2 separate regions of the Danio rerio genome follow, and region 1 is linked to region 2. The links are chromatin contacts, called in public HiChIP or PLAC-seq maps. All regions are on one chromosome and are shown on one strand. The core of a region is the stretch at or near the end of the contact, and the rest is flanking DNA. Distances in the headings are between cores, read along the strand shown.

Evidence for each region. HiChIP or PLAC-seq counts read pairs in DNA pulled down with a chosen protein or histone mark.
Region 1: a contact with region 2 is called in an H3K4me3 HiChIP or PLAC-seq map of gastrula embryo, with 4 times the contacts expected there. The contact joins the promoter of ctdspla here to the promoter of plcd1a in region 2. A contact is called at or near these places in 2 of 18 Hi-C or Micro-C datasets (hematopoietic stem cells and an unstated tissue) and 2 of 4 datasets of contacts at active chromatin or transcription factors (embryo and gastrula embryo).

Annotation. Positions count from the first base shown.
Region 1 is chr24:24,401,761-24,408,638 of GRCz12tu, reverse strand. It overlaps ctdspla (CTD (carboxy-terminal domain, RNA polymerase II, polypeptide A) small phosphatase-like a), which reads left to right and starts at 4,410. Exons shown (of 7, transcript NM_001045447.2): 1 at 4,410-4,824. The coding sequence starts at 4,749. It overlaps gars1 (glycyl-tRNA synthetase 1), which reads right to left and starts at 164. Exons shown (of 17, transcript NM_001386453.1): 1 at 1-164. The coding sequence starts at 124.
Region 2 is chr24:24,244,064-24,250,755 of GRCz12tu, reverse strand. plcd1a (phospholipase C, delta 1a) reads right to left here and starts at 5,309. Exons shown (of 15, transcript NM_001109700.1): 1 at 5,158-5,309. The coding sequence starts at 5,257.

The DNA of each region.
Region 1 (6,878 bases), core at 3,161-5,660, 160 kb before region 2:
GCACTCTGGTGGGTGAGGAGCCGCACAGATGAACGGGACTGGTTCTGACCCTCGGAACCGCGCGGACGATAAATATACCGGTCCTGAGGAGCAGTGCTGATGTTGCGCTACACACAGACAGCATGGACCGAGAGGAGGAGGAGCGACCGACCGCAGAGCGGAACTGAATGATGAAATCTCCAGAAATGAGTAAGTCTCGGAGGGGATTCTGTTCGACACTTTCGACATTTTCTTTTTAAATGGCAGATTCGCTGTAATTTCTTTTTGCCACATACTGTCATTTTATCACATTATGTAAAAAACTAAATATCCTATGAAATCTTTTTCATTCTATTTCTTTATATTATAAAATGGCAAGAAGAGTGGAAACTAAACTAAAGCAAACAAAGAATCAATCAAACAAGCAAACATAAATTATATAATTAATTGCAAAATTTTAAATGTTTAATGCGTATTAGGTATTCCATAAAAGGAATTGAATTGACTAACTTATAATTAATCTGATTAATTTAATTTGACAATAAACTATTTAAAATAATATTTTCTGCACCTTTTAAGCAACATAACTTTTTAAACAAATACATCAATCAATAGTTACTAATAGCAAAATAATATACTAGTAAATTTTACTATTTCAAAGTTATTTTTAATAATAAACTTTTAAAAGAATATTTAATGTTTGTTATATACTAATAATAACAGATCGACTCACTAATAATAAATTTTTGATTTACATTAATTCTCTATTTTAATTAAATAAACTGAAAAATAAATTGTTGTAATAAATATTTTCTAATCTTTTTAAACTTGTTAAACAGATAAATAAATAAATATATTTTTTACATTTTATTACTAATATAATAAAAAAAATAAAAAAATACATTTTTAAGTATTGTTAAATAATGTATTAACATTACAGTTAGTAATAAATTTAGTAATTTTAATAATGATTTAAAATTAGTAAAAAAAATCTAAATACATTTTGATAAAATATTGATCAATTAAACAATATACTGATAACTTATATTAATTCATTAATTCATTTTCTTTTCGGCTTAGTCCCTTTATTAATCCGTTGTCGCCACAGCGGAATGAACCGCTAACTTATCCAGCATGTTTTTATGCAGCGAATGCCCTCCCAGCCGCAACCCATCCCTGGGAAACATCCACACACACTACGGACAATTTAGCCTCGCGATTTAAACCCACGCGAACGCAGGAAGAACATGCAAACTTCACACAGAAATGCCAACTGACCCCAGCCGAGGCTCGAACCAGTGACCTTCTTGCTATGAGGTGACAGCACTACCTACTGCGCCACTGTGTCGCTAATAACTAATATACTAATATACTAATAATGAATATATATATATGTATGTAGTCTAATTTATAAATATTTTTTTCTAAATAAATATTGAGTAACCATCTAAAAGAATAAAATGAATGAATGAATACATTTATTTACTAATTTGAACAAATATATATATATATAATTTAAAAAATACTTTGAGTTTTGAGCATTGAATACCTGTATAAGCATTGGTTTCATAGTCAAGTTCTTTGCAGTTGGTGCAGTAGTTTGAACTTTAGTAAGATGGAGTGCAGCTTTACACTGATGATGGATGATGTAGAGTTCAAGACTTGAGTAGTTCAGGATATTACTAATAACACTTTTATAATTTTAGTTATCAATCAGTGTGGATAGACAGTATAGAAGCTGCCAAGTTCTTCACTAAGACTAAGTCAAAGACTAAGACTGCTTTTCCTTACACTAAAATGTATAATATAATATAATATAATATAATATAATATAATATAATATAATATAATATAATATAATATAATATAATATAATATAATATAATATTCATTTTCTTGTCGGCTTAGTCGCTTTATTAATCTGAGGTCGCTTCAGTGGAATGAACTGCCAACTTATCCAGCACATTTTTACGCAGGCTGAGGTTCAAACCAGCGACCCTCTTGCTGTGAGCCAACAGCACTACCTACTGCGCCACTGCATTGCCCATAAAATAACATAACATAACATAACATAACATAACATAACATAACATAACATAACATAACATAACATAACATAACATAACATAACATAACATAATAAATTAATGTCTTCAGGTGAAATGTTTGTTTTTAAGTGTTCATAATTTGTGTAAATCTGGTGTAAGCATCTACTAAATTAATCGAACTCACTTCAGTTGAGCCTTTATTTATTATCACCTCCGAACCAGGTTTTTTAACCAGGACTTGATAGTCAGCCAAATGTTTTAGAATATGAGGCATCAACTGTAAATACATAAATAAATAAATAAATTAAAACTAATTCCAAAATGCACTTGTCAAGGCTTGAATATTGACTAAAGTTTAAAAAAAATAATAATAAAATAACAAAACTAACAATTTACTATTTAGCCACCAGATGTCAGTATAAGCACACATTTAAATATTGCCTTGTTACAACAACCATGGAAAAACTATTTAGTAAATCCATTTTTTATTTACACTAAAGCCATTCGCCAGAATGTAAACACTGTCAACACATTTAACACACTTAACAACTCTACATAAGACCAACACACACAAAATGTTATTTGTTTTATTGACTGTTGAAATGTTTTCATTTATATTTACATAATCGCTTTTATTAATATTGCATGATGAGTACAAAGGCTATAAAAATGTGATAAGAGTATTTAAAAAAGCTGTAAAACCATCCGAAGTGACGATTGCATCACACAGCCAGCCTTATTAAACATTAAGATCAAACACCCACCTTCATAAAATATTCAATAACCCTCCCACCTCTTTCTTTTTCACTCTCTCTTTCTCTCTGTCATTAAAAGATTTCTGAAATCACTGCGAATTCTCTTAGTATCTCGGCAAAAGCATTTCCCTTTAAACCACAGATGTGTACTTTATGCTTTTATCTTTAAGATTTTTTTTATTCGTCATATCTGATGTTTACAGATTAAGCAACTAAGAAAACTGGTAACATATACTGCAAATATTTTAAAAGCCAGTTAAAAAAATACAAACAAACCTGGGAGTAATTAAACAGTTTAATGTGAAATTTTATTTTATATATTTTAGAAGTATTTTCCCCGGATTAATAAAGGGACTAAGCCAAAAAGAAAATGAAGGAATGAATGAATAATTTAAATATTCTTTTGTATAGAAAACAAAATGAAAACTGATGTGTGTGTGTGTGTGTGTGTGTGTGTGTGTGTGTGTGTGTGTGTGTGTGTGTGTGTTTGTGTGTGTTGCAGGGCATACATTGCACAATGTTTTTAAATAATGAAATAGAAATATGATTTAATTATATATTTTGTATATTATTTGTTTAAAAAAATTCAAGATGTTTATTTTTTGTAGAGCATATTACGTTGTTGTTTTTAGAAATAATGTAATATTATTATTATTTTTGTTTAATTAAAACATTTAATTGTTACTTTTGTAGAAAACATGCATAAGGGATTAATTAAAATAGTTTAATTCATTTATTCATTCATTCATTTTCTTTTCAGGTTAGTCCTACAGTATTGTTAATCTGGGGTCGCCACAGTGGAATGAACCGCCAACTTTTTCAGCATCTGTTTTACGCAGCGGATGCCCTTCCAGCTGCAACCCAACAATAGGAAACACCCATACACACTCATTCACACCCATACACTTCAGACAATTTAGCTTACCCGAGGAAACCCATGTGAACAGGAGAAGAACATCCACACAGAAATGACAACTGAACTGACCCACTCGAACCAGTGACCTTCTTGCTGTGAAGCGATCGTGCTACCCACTGTGCCATCGTGACATCCTAAATTAGAATATTGTCATGAAATTTATTGTTTGCCTCTGCTTCTTCTGACAGCTTAGCTGATATTAAGTAAAACTATGATCACCAAGTAATGTAAACTTCAATAACACAATATCACAATGAATTAATCTAAGACCTCTTTCTCTCTCTCTCTCTCTCTCTCTCTCTCTCTCATTTTTCCTGGTTTAAACAAAACATCCAAAATTCACTTTTACATTTTGTATAATTTAATTTGTACGTATAAATATATACATACACCAAACTTTAAAGATTTACTTATGTCTATAATTTGAAGGTTATTTGGGAATATTGTTATACATCATCTGACTGATTAACCTATATTATCATTATTATTATTATTATTTTATTTATTTTTAATTAGGCCTATTTGATTTTATTTTATTTTTTACCATACTCACCTGCAGTGCCTTACCTTAATTCCCCCCGTGTTTTTAACATCAACAATGTCTTTCCAAAAGCAGGTCATTCTCACTGTAGTTGTTACCACAGTAGGCTACATTGTTGCAAATCCCAGTTTCACACGGTCACATTAGTTTGTGTGTGCGCGCGCACACACACACACACACACACACACATACGGGGAGAGAAAAGAGCGGCTGCAGATCAGACTCTTTGTTATTACACACTGTCACTGATCTCCATAGACCTCACAGGACATGAAGGCTGAACTGTTGCTAGTTTCTGCGGTCTGACAGGAGGATCTGCTGTTTGTGCGGTGTGTGTGCGTGTGTGCGTGCGTGTGTGTGTTTATTTGGATGCGGTGCTGGAGGATCGTGTGCGGTGAATGCATGTATGGTGCGTCTGCCATCTGGACTCACACGCTAGCTCGCTAGCATCAGGCTAGCCGAAAATTATCAAAACATAAGTGACCGAGGAGGAATAAAATCCCGTTTCCATGGACAACACGTCCATCATTACCCAGGTAGCAAATCCAAAGGAGGAAGAGATCCTTTCTTCTTGCCAAGAAAAAGGTAAGGCGATTGGCTGTGAATGTGACTGGATGAAGGATGTTTTTGTTTTGACAGCGGAATCAACTGCGGCGTTTCTGCTGATGAAATTAATATATTTTGTTTAAATCTACTACTTCTAATATTTTTTATTATTAGTAGTAGTTGTATTGTTATTAGTATTATTTATGGATGAAAAATTAGGAGACTGCTTGACAATTCTCAGTTTATCTAGATTCACAGGATTTAGGTGGGGGTTTGAGTAAAACATTTATATATTTTGAAGCTATAAAGGTCTGTTAATATTTCTTCTTATTTTCAAATATATCTACTGTCATTTTGAAGATTTTTTTTCAGATAATGGCAATTGGTTAGCAAAACTAAATTATATTTATATATAGTGCTCAAAATGGCAATATAGGCCAGTTGTTTTTGAGTAAAACAATATTTTTTTGTCTTATTTTGTAAACATCTCTATTTCCGATCACAACAAATGAAAACATTTGACCAGTGTCATTTTCTGGAAAAGAATCAACAAATCTAAATAAATTACTGTAATATAAATTAAAAATCTATTTAAATCTTTATTATTATATATATTCATAGCAATATAAAAATAAACCTGGAAGGGCCAAATAATAACATAAAGAATGAAGAACCTTTTATGAAACTGAAATAATTTTTGGATGTGAAAAGGTTTTTCATGCATGTCAAATTTATTTTTAAGAGCGTTCTGAATATGAAAATTATGTATGGTTGCCAGTTCCTTTCTGAGAATCTTATACTGTTTCCAACCTGCTGGCCGTCTCTTTGTGGTACAGTATTAAGCAACAATGTGTTTAACATGAATGCACTGTACTTGCACACAGTTATTTTCCTAAGCATCAGAGCAAACAGTCTTAATGCTTGTGCTGGAGCCTCAATAAGCGGATCAAATTATTTAATGCCACTGAACCTTAAATCAATGCACTGTGAACTGGCTTTGCCTTACTTGCTGTTTATGGTGGTATGGAATTTTAGTATTTCTTATGCTCAGATAATGTATAATAAGGTAGTGTTTTTGATGATTTTAGACTCTCTTTAGTTATAAATGTATGTCCTCCCCGCCTTTCACATAACAATATTGTACTGGTTAGGTGTGTGGATGGTTTTCTATGTGAAAAGTCATTGTGGATGCTACAAAAACAAACAAACATTTAAAATGGCTGTAGACAAGAATTGCAGTCTATTCCACAGATTTTAATAATTAAAAAAAAACTCTTTGACTTCTTAGGTTGTTTTGAATGCCTATTGACAACTTTTTATGTGAAAGACTGAGCATTTCTGCTGGGATAATCAAAAGGATGTGACATGTACATCACCTCTTCGATTCTGACACATGAAACGAATGCTTAAAATAAAAGATAATGTTGAAAGAGTCTTTCTGTACTTTTCTGTCATGCCAAGAAAGGGGTTTTATTCAAAATATAGTCTCACAAAGCCAGATCTATAGTCTGGATTCTCCATTATACTTGATAGAACTTAATAATCATGTGCTTCATACTGTAGCTGTGTAAATTTATTTGTCATCTGTCAACATTATTGCTAAAATCAGATGCTTTTAGAGAACGCTGTTTCCATTTTTGTTGTTCATGTATTTTGTTATTAAGAAGCAAATTAGCAGCACATGTTTACATTCTTATCCAAATGTTGCTTTCAGCAGTGTGAACAGCACCTGGATGTTTGTTGTCTTCATATAACCATTTGCTTTAAAGGTATTTCAAGAAGTGTTGCTAGTAGTAAGGGTCTCTGTACTAATTGACTTCATTTTACTTCATTTATGACTTGGTATAAAAAGTGTGTTTTAAGTCAATTGTAAATAATAGAGTTATTTCAGATTTGCTGTTTGTAACGGAAGCATATGTCTGTAGCATATCTTGAGGAATTTATCGTGTCTCAGTTGATTTCCTCTTTCAATTTCGGAGTGCTTCTAATTAAGATTTATTTTACTCACTAAAAATCTCAGGGAGTCTGCCCAGTAAATCAATATCTTCTCCTCCAGCCTGGCACTTTTCCCAAGCGCTCCTGACACATTTTGA
Region 2 (6,692 bases), core at 4,060-6,559:
TCCGGTTTCCCCCACAGTCCTAAGATATGTGGTACAGGTGAATTGGGTAGGCTAAATTGTCTGTAGTGTATGAGTGTGTATGTGTGAATGGGTGTGTGGATGTGGCTGGAAGGGCATCCGCTGCGTAAAAAACTTGCTGGATAAGTTGGCGGTGCATACTGCTGTGGCAACCCCAGATTAATAAAGGGATTAAGCTCACAAGAAAATGAATGAATGAATGAAAAATGACATAAATATATTTCTCAGGACTGACTTTCACATAGTTATGTAAGGATTATTTTATCTATAAAACAAGCAAAGACACTATACAGTGTATGTGTTTGTATGTGATGTGTAGTCAGTTCATGTCAATGTCGCAACAAAGATCAGTTCTTCCATAAAATGTTTTTATTTCCTCTACAGGAGTGGCTGAAATTGTAATTGTATTGCACTTTATGCCTGTACTATTACGATTAGGACAAAAATAAAAGTGATACAGAAGTGACCTTGTTGAACTTTAAAGGTTCATGAAACCCTCAAGGACTTTTTTTGAGATTTTAATAGATTTGTGTTGAGCATCAGTTAAGACAATGTTAGCACCTGTTAGCTTTAATTGGCAAAAGCTGGATAATTTAGAGCTTTTGTCAGCTAATTTCATCTTCCGGGTCTAAAATTATTATTGGGTAGGATAAAAATCGGCGACGTAGCGCAAAACTGTAAGTCCAAAGATGACGCGTCAGTTTCTCATTATTAGCTGAGTTTTCTTATCCTATGAGAAGAGCCCGCTTCTTAATTATTCATTACTACACATGCTTTCCGAAGGCAAGGCAGACCTGCCAGTGCCAAGCTGTGAGACACAGACCCACGGCACACTGTATTTAGCTGTTCATGAAGGGTCGTATGTGTTTGTTACCATGATCCACGGGTTTTGTTGCATGTTTTTCCCTGTGATGCTGTCAGGGCCGATACAGCAGAGCTGTTTGTGTCCAGCAAGCATTTTTGTCGGGAGAGCAGTACGAGAATTGGAGAATGGCGGACTTTGTCTTTTATCAGGAGTTTGTTCACATTTAGACACATCACCATGCTGCTGTGTTTGCCTAAATCCTCCAGATTACCAACAGGGCTAATGGTTAAAATAGACAGGGCAAGAGAGCTGCTGCACTGAGTCTGCATTCAGACCTATGATTCAGACCCGGGGATTGAGGGAAAAGTCCTCATTTATAGTGTTTATATGAACACGATTATCTTTATAATTATATAAATTGTAGTTATGTGTATATGAAATTATAAATAAAAAAAATCTAGCAAGGCATTAAATTACTGTTTTTTTCTTTGCATTTTAACTTTGTAAACTATAAAATCATGTGTCTCCTCAAGGTTTGTGTCTCATTTTGTAAACTAACTGACAAAAGTTGTTTGCTCCCCTCCTTCTCCCCTGCTGGCCACGCCCACTCCTGCCCTTTGCTTGCAGAGCTCCACGCCAATTATGATGCATGTTTTGAAAAAATTCTGAGGTAGACCTGAACCGAAAGTGGGGAGTGTCATGACCCTTTAACACTGCGACTTTAATTGGCCCAACAGCTGAATTATGAATATTTTTCAACTTCTATGATCCAAGGGTGTGAGCAAAACCACAACATTGCAGACATTTTTTCACAAGCTGTTTTGCCACAGAGGCTGTTTATGATTTGAGTTGAGAGTCTGCCTACTTTGAAACGGGCAGAAAACATTTTCTGTGCTGGGATGATTGCCTGTGTTTATTCAGAACAGTTTATTCCGAGTTTACTCCGTTTTATTTTGATACTAGTATTTCTGTGGGATTAAGCATTAGGGAAAATATGAGAATCAAGCTTTAAGCTCTACATTCAAATCAAAATCCAGAGTTACTTAGCATGCAAATGTGTAGATGTTGCTAAGTTCAAAAAATACTCTCCGGATATCTAATTTCTGTGACCTTTGATGAAATTAGAGCCAGATGTGGAATTTTGGATGTGCCATTGTTGAACAATTAAAGCCAGAGAAATTTCCAACACATGGAAAAAGAAGATTTTTATAAAAATATTAGCAGCTAAACTGTTGACGATTGACTTTCATAATTAATGTTACATATTTTGAAAATCTGGCCCTTAAATTTGCACAGATTTTAGGATTAATTAACAATATGTTTCATAAATTCTGTATTTTTCTCCAGCACTGGGTTGCGGCTGGAAGGGCATCTGCTGCATAAAACATATGCTGGAATAGTTGGCGTTTCATTCCATCGTGGCAACCTCTGATAAATAGTGGACTAAGCCAAAGATAAATGAATGAATTAATTCTGCAATTTCCTATTCCAAAAACAAAATCTGCACAAAAGCAGCAGTATGATTTTAAAACCATAACAAGTTTGTGAGTCATGTCAAAGACAGCTGACTGCAGAAGTTATGCAACTCCGCAAGTGCGTAACAACTAAAAATATGCCAAGAGTCGTCTTCTTCTTATCTTTTCTTAAGTTTGAAACCTGATTGTTTTCCATTCTTCCATTAAACACAATAGAAGTTATTTAAAGCAGAATGCACAAGGTGCTCGTCCTGTACAGTATTAGAATTAAGGGTGAAGGGGCTAAAAATAAGATGGTGTCAATTTAATGCTTTTAAATTTACACCATCTTATTTTTAGCCCTTTCACCCTTAATTTAAAATGCATAATGAATTGCAAATAAGGTGTTTACTTTAAAAGTAGCAAATTGAAAAGTCAAAATGTTAATGAAATAATGTTACATCTTCATACTGCATGACATTTTTTAATCTAAAATTAAACAACATACTTATTCTGACTAACATTTTAAAGAATTAAGGTTATTGGTTTATTTGATGAAATAAAGTGGCATTAAGATTTTTACAGACTATGAATAGTATTACAGGGCTACATTCTAATCATTAAAAAAAGTGTCATCAAATTATCCTGGCTCTAAATATGTATACAATATGATGACTTTTTAAAAATATATCAGCTGTTACACTGAAAATACATGGTAAAAGAATTATGATCAGTCAGTCAGTTTTTCTCAGACTTAAAGATTGAAACAAGACACATTAACTGTAAAAAATACATGGTTGCTGTAAAATTTTAACTTAAGCTAATAAAACAATTACAATGAAACTTGATTAACTTTGCTTAATACGTTATGCTTAAAATAAACACATATGTTGTTAAGTAATTGGCTAATTGATCATAGTTTTATAAATAATGCTGCTGCATTGCATTTGATGCTTGATGCACCATTGATTCCACTGCTACAGTCAAGTAAGATTTTCATAATAACAATAGCGAAGTCCGATCCTCACTCAAACCTAAATACAGCTTCAAAAAACTTGCAGAACTTAATGAACTATTTTTGATATTTTTAATCCTTATTTAACCTGACAGACAACTTTTGGTCTTGTTTCCTCAAAATCATATCTTATTACACATTAGTCATAATTATGTTGCCATTATAAGTTCATTTCTCTTCCAGCAGCTCTGCTAGTCTGAATAAAGGTACGACATATGCACTGCATACATATGTTTGAACATTACTATGCATGTAAGCATGTTTAAATGGCAAATATATAACAAAATTCAATGCTTCAGTTTTCTTTTGGATCAAATGAAAGTTATATTTAAAATTACATGAAGGTGCTTCGTTGTGATTATCAAAATATATGAAAACAGTAATTCAAATGTATTTAGTTTTAAGGCATAGTAAAGAAGTGGGAAATATATGATAGTTGTAGTTATGATTTTGTAGCTGTTTTGATAATCTTTTCATTCTCTTCCATTTAATTTAATTCCATTAATTAGTATTTTTTTATTATTATGTTTTTTTTTTTTTTTTTTTTTTGCAACGTTGCATCGTTGAAAGGTTGCCAAAAGATGTACAGTTAAACTCCAGTCAACCCCAAAAACTGCTCATTCTTACTTGGTATAATGTCATAACCCTACAATATTTAAAAAAAAATAAAATAATAAAAATATACACAAAATAATAAAGTATGATATATTTTAGTGAAATTTAATTTACCACCATAAAGCAAAACAACAAAAAGAAGAACGGTACAATCCTTACGAAATAATGTCTTTCTCTTAAAAGCTAACTTCAGTATATCCATGCAGTGTTTAAATCAGTTCTTCTCTTTAGTGAAGCTTCTTACACCAAACAAAATCTGATTTGCCACTGTACTACACCCACTGATTTGGTTGACTCTACACAATAAACTATATTTACTCTGTGCAATAAACTGTTCTTTTTTAAAACCAAGCACTGCACTTTTTCATATGCTACTTCTGCTTTTATTACTATTTTATCAACAGTGAATAACCACTTAATGACCTTTTACACCATTTACAGCGTTATAAAGGGTCAGTGAGCCATTTTCTGCATTTTTTTTCACATTTAGAGCAGACTGTAAGTGGACATTAAACCTTTCTTAAGTGTTATACTGGTTACAATATTCAAATGTGAACAGTAAACCTTTCCCCATGAACATGTTGATGATGGTAAACCCTTCTCTGATTTTTTTACACTTTTTACAGCATTTATAGGTGGAGTAAGAGCTCTTCTCTTACTTTCTACACTCTTTACAACATTTACAGTACGTCTTACTTTTTACACTCTTTAATACATTTTTAAATGGACAGTAAGATTTTCTTTTAAATTTTACACTGTTGAATATATAAACAGACAGTGAGCTGTTTTTCATCTACATTTTACACATACAACATTTATATGTGGACAGTACACACTGACAGCATATAAAAACGTAGTAACTTGTTACATTTTACACCATTTACAACATGTACACAGTAAACCCTTTTCTTATTCTTTACATCATATATGTTCACAATGAGCTCTTTTCTTAATTTTACACAGATAGTGAGCTTTTCTATTACATTTAACATTACTTATAACATTTATAAATGGACTGTGAGCTTTTCTACTACTTTCCACGGCATTTATGAATAGCTAGACAGCTCTTTAACTTTAGCTAGACGCTCAGACTGCTTAAATGATGTTCCATTGTTTGACAAAACTAAAAAACGACAGCTAGTCTATGCCATGTTTTGGTGCTGTACACACTTTACTCTTTGGGATTAGTGTCACGAAAGTCAGCAGCACAGTGATACTGCAGAATCGGCCGACTTAAAAACTGCACCCACCTATGCGCTTGCCATTCTCTTTTGACACGTTCTTGGACTTCTCCTGATAAATGAATTCCTCTGATTTCGTCCTTTTGAGAGGTTTAAATGGACAAGACATTGCCGTAATCCTTCACGAAAGCCCGTATTCGATTTCCATTAACTAGAAAAATACCATGACGGGAGAAAACCATGACGTTTGTGTTTTTTTTTTTCTATGGGCGGGATCCAAACCATACCGATCTTGACTCACTTGCTGTACGTCTCATTCCGCAGCAAAACGGTTGGACATGTTATGACTCGAGCACCGTGGTATTTAGAGAAAACAACGACATAATAACAAGAGAAACGTATGTAACATTTGTATCGACTATCATGTTTTCTTACCGCTTTAAAAGAAACTAAAATATCCTTCCCGACAAAGGTTTAACTTTGTAACATTGTGGTCTACAAAGGTTTCGCCTCCTGTAGATGAACCTTTGGAACAAAACGTTTAAATAAACGATTCAATTTCGTTCGACTCCTATAGCAAATTCTTGCTAAATTATCTGCTCTTTAAAAGACAGGCATGCTGACCAACAGCAAACCAATTAGTTATTCCACGACAGGGGGTTAATCATTAGATAATAAAACTTCATCAAACGTCACAAACTATAGGGATGGCGCGCCTTCTTCTGGTTAAATCCTCACATGACACTGATCAACTGCATGCCTGCATCCAGACTGCAAAAGAAATTTGCTAAAGTGTCCGAAAATGTTGTAAGGAACATAAGTTTGTTTGTTTGTTTGCAAGTTGCCTGTTTAATAAGGTTTTATTATGAATGGACTCTCAATTCTGTCTTTGACTACATGGCAATTCTCAAGTTCTCAAAATGTTATTCCAATGATGCCACGGACACATCCCAGGAAAAAATTGTTTTCGCAAAAATTTTGCAAAATTTACATAGGCTACTCAATTTACATTTCAGATCTAGGCTAAATAAAACCGTTTAACCTACAAAACTACAGAGAAGCAAATGAAATCAGCGTTTCGAGACCCCAATACTTCAAATCAAATACGTTCACTACTTACTCATTATTAGCACAACAATACAAAACTTACCGATTGACTTGGGTTTTCCGTTGAGCTCCATAATTCCCTTTACTTTTCTTTTAGTAAAAACAGCCTATATCCCAGTTGCTAAAGACGTTTCACGTCCCGCAGACAGACACCCAGAATCAAGTGGTGCTCGCCTGACTGGGTTGGGTAAAAACAAACCATTCACACACTGTCAGGAGGACAGTTTCATGCGCTGTGTGGACCCGCCTGTTATCCAGAGGAGTGCACCGAAAATTCACCAACACACCCACCACAGCAACACCGGTCTATCAAGTCTGCTCCCAGCTAATGATGATGTCCTGAAAAGTCTCATTGGTTTCCACCCTATATTCATTTCAACTGGATGTATCATATTTAAGAAACGAATCTTATTCGGAGTAATTTGCAGAATTAACTTGATTCAACTTCAGTTATGTTAAAAAAATTCCTTATGAAAATATGCCGCAAAGACAGAATT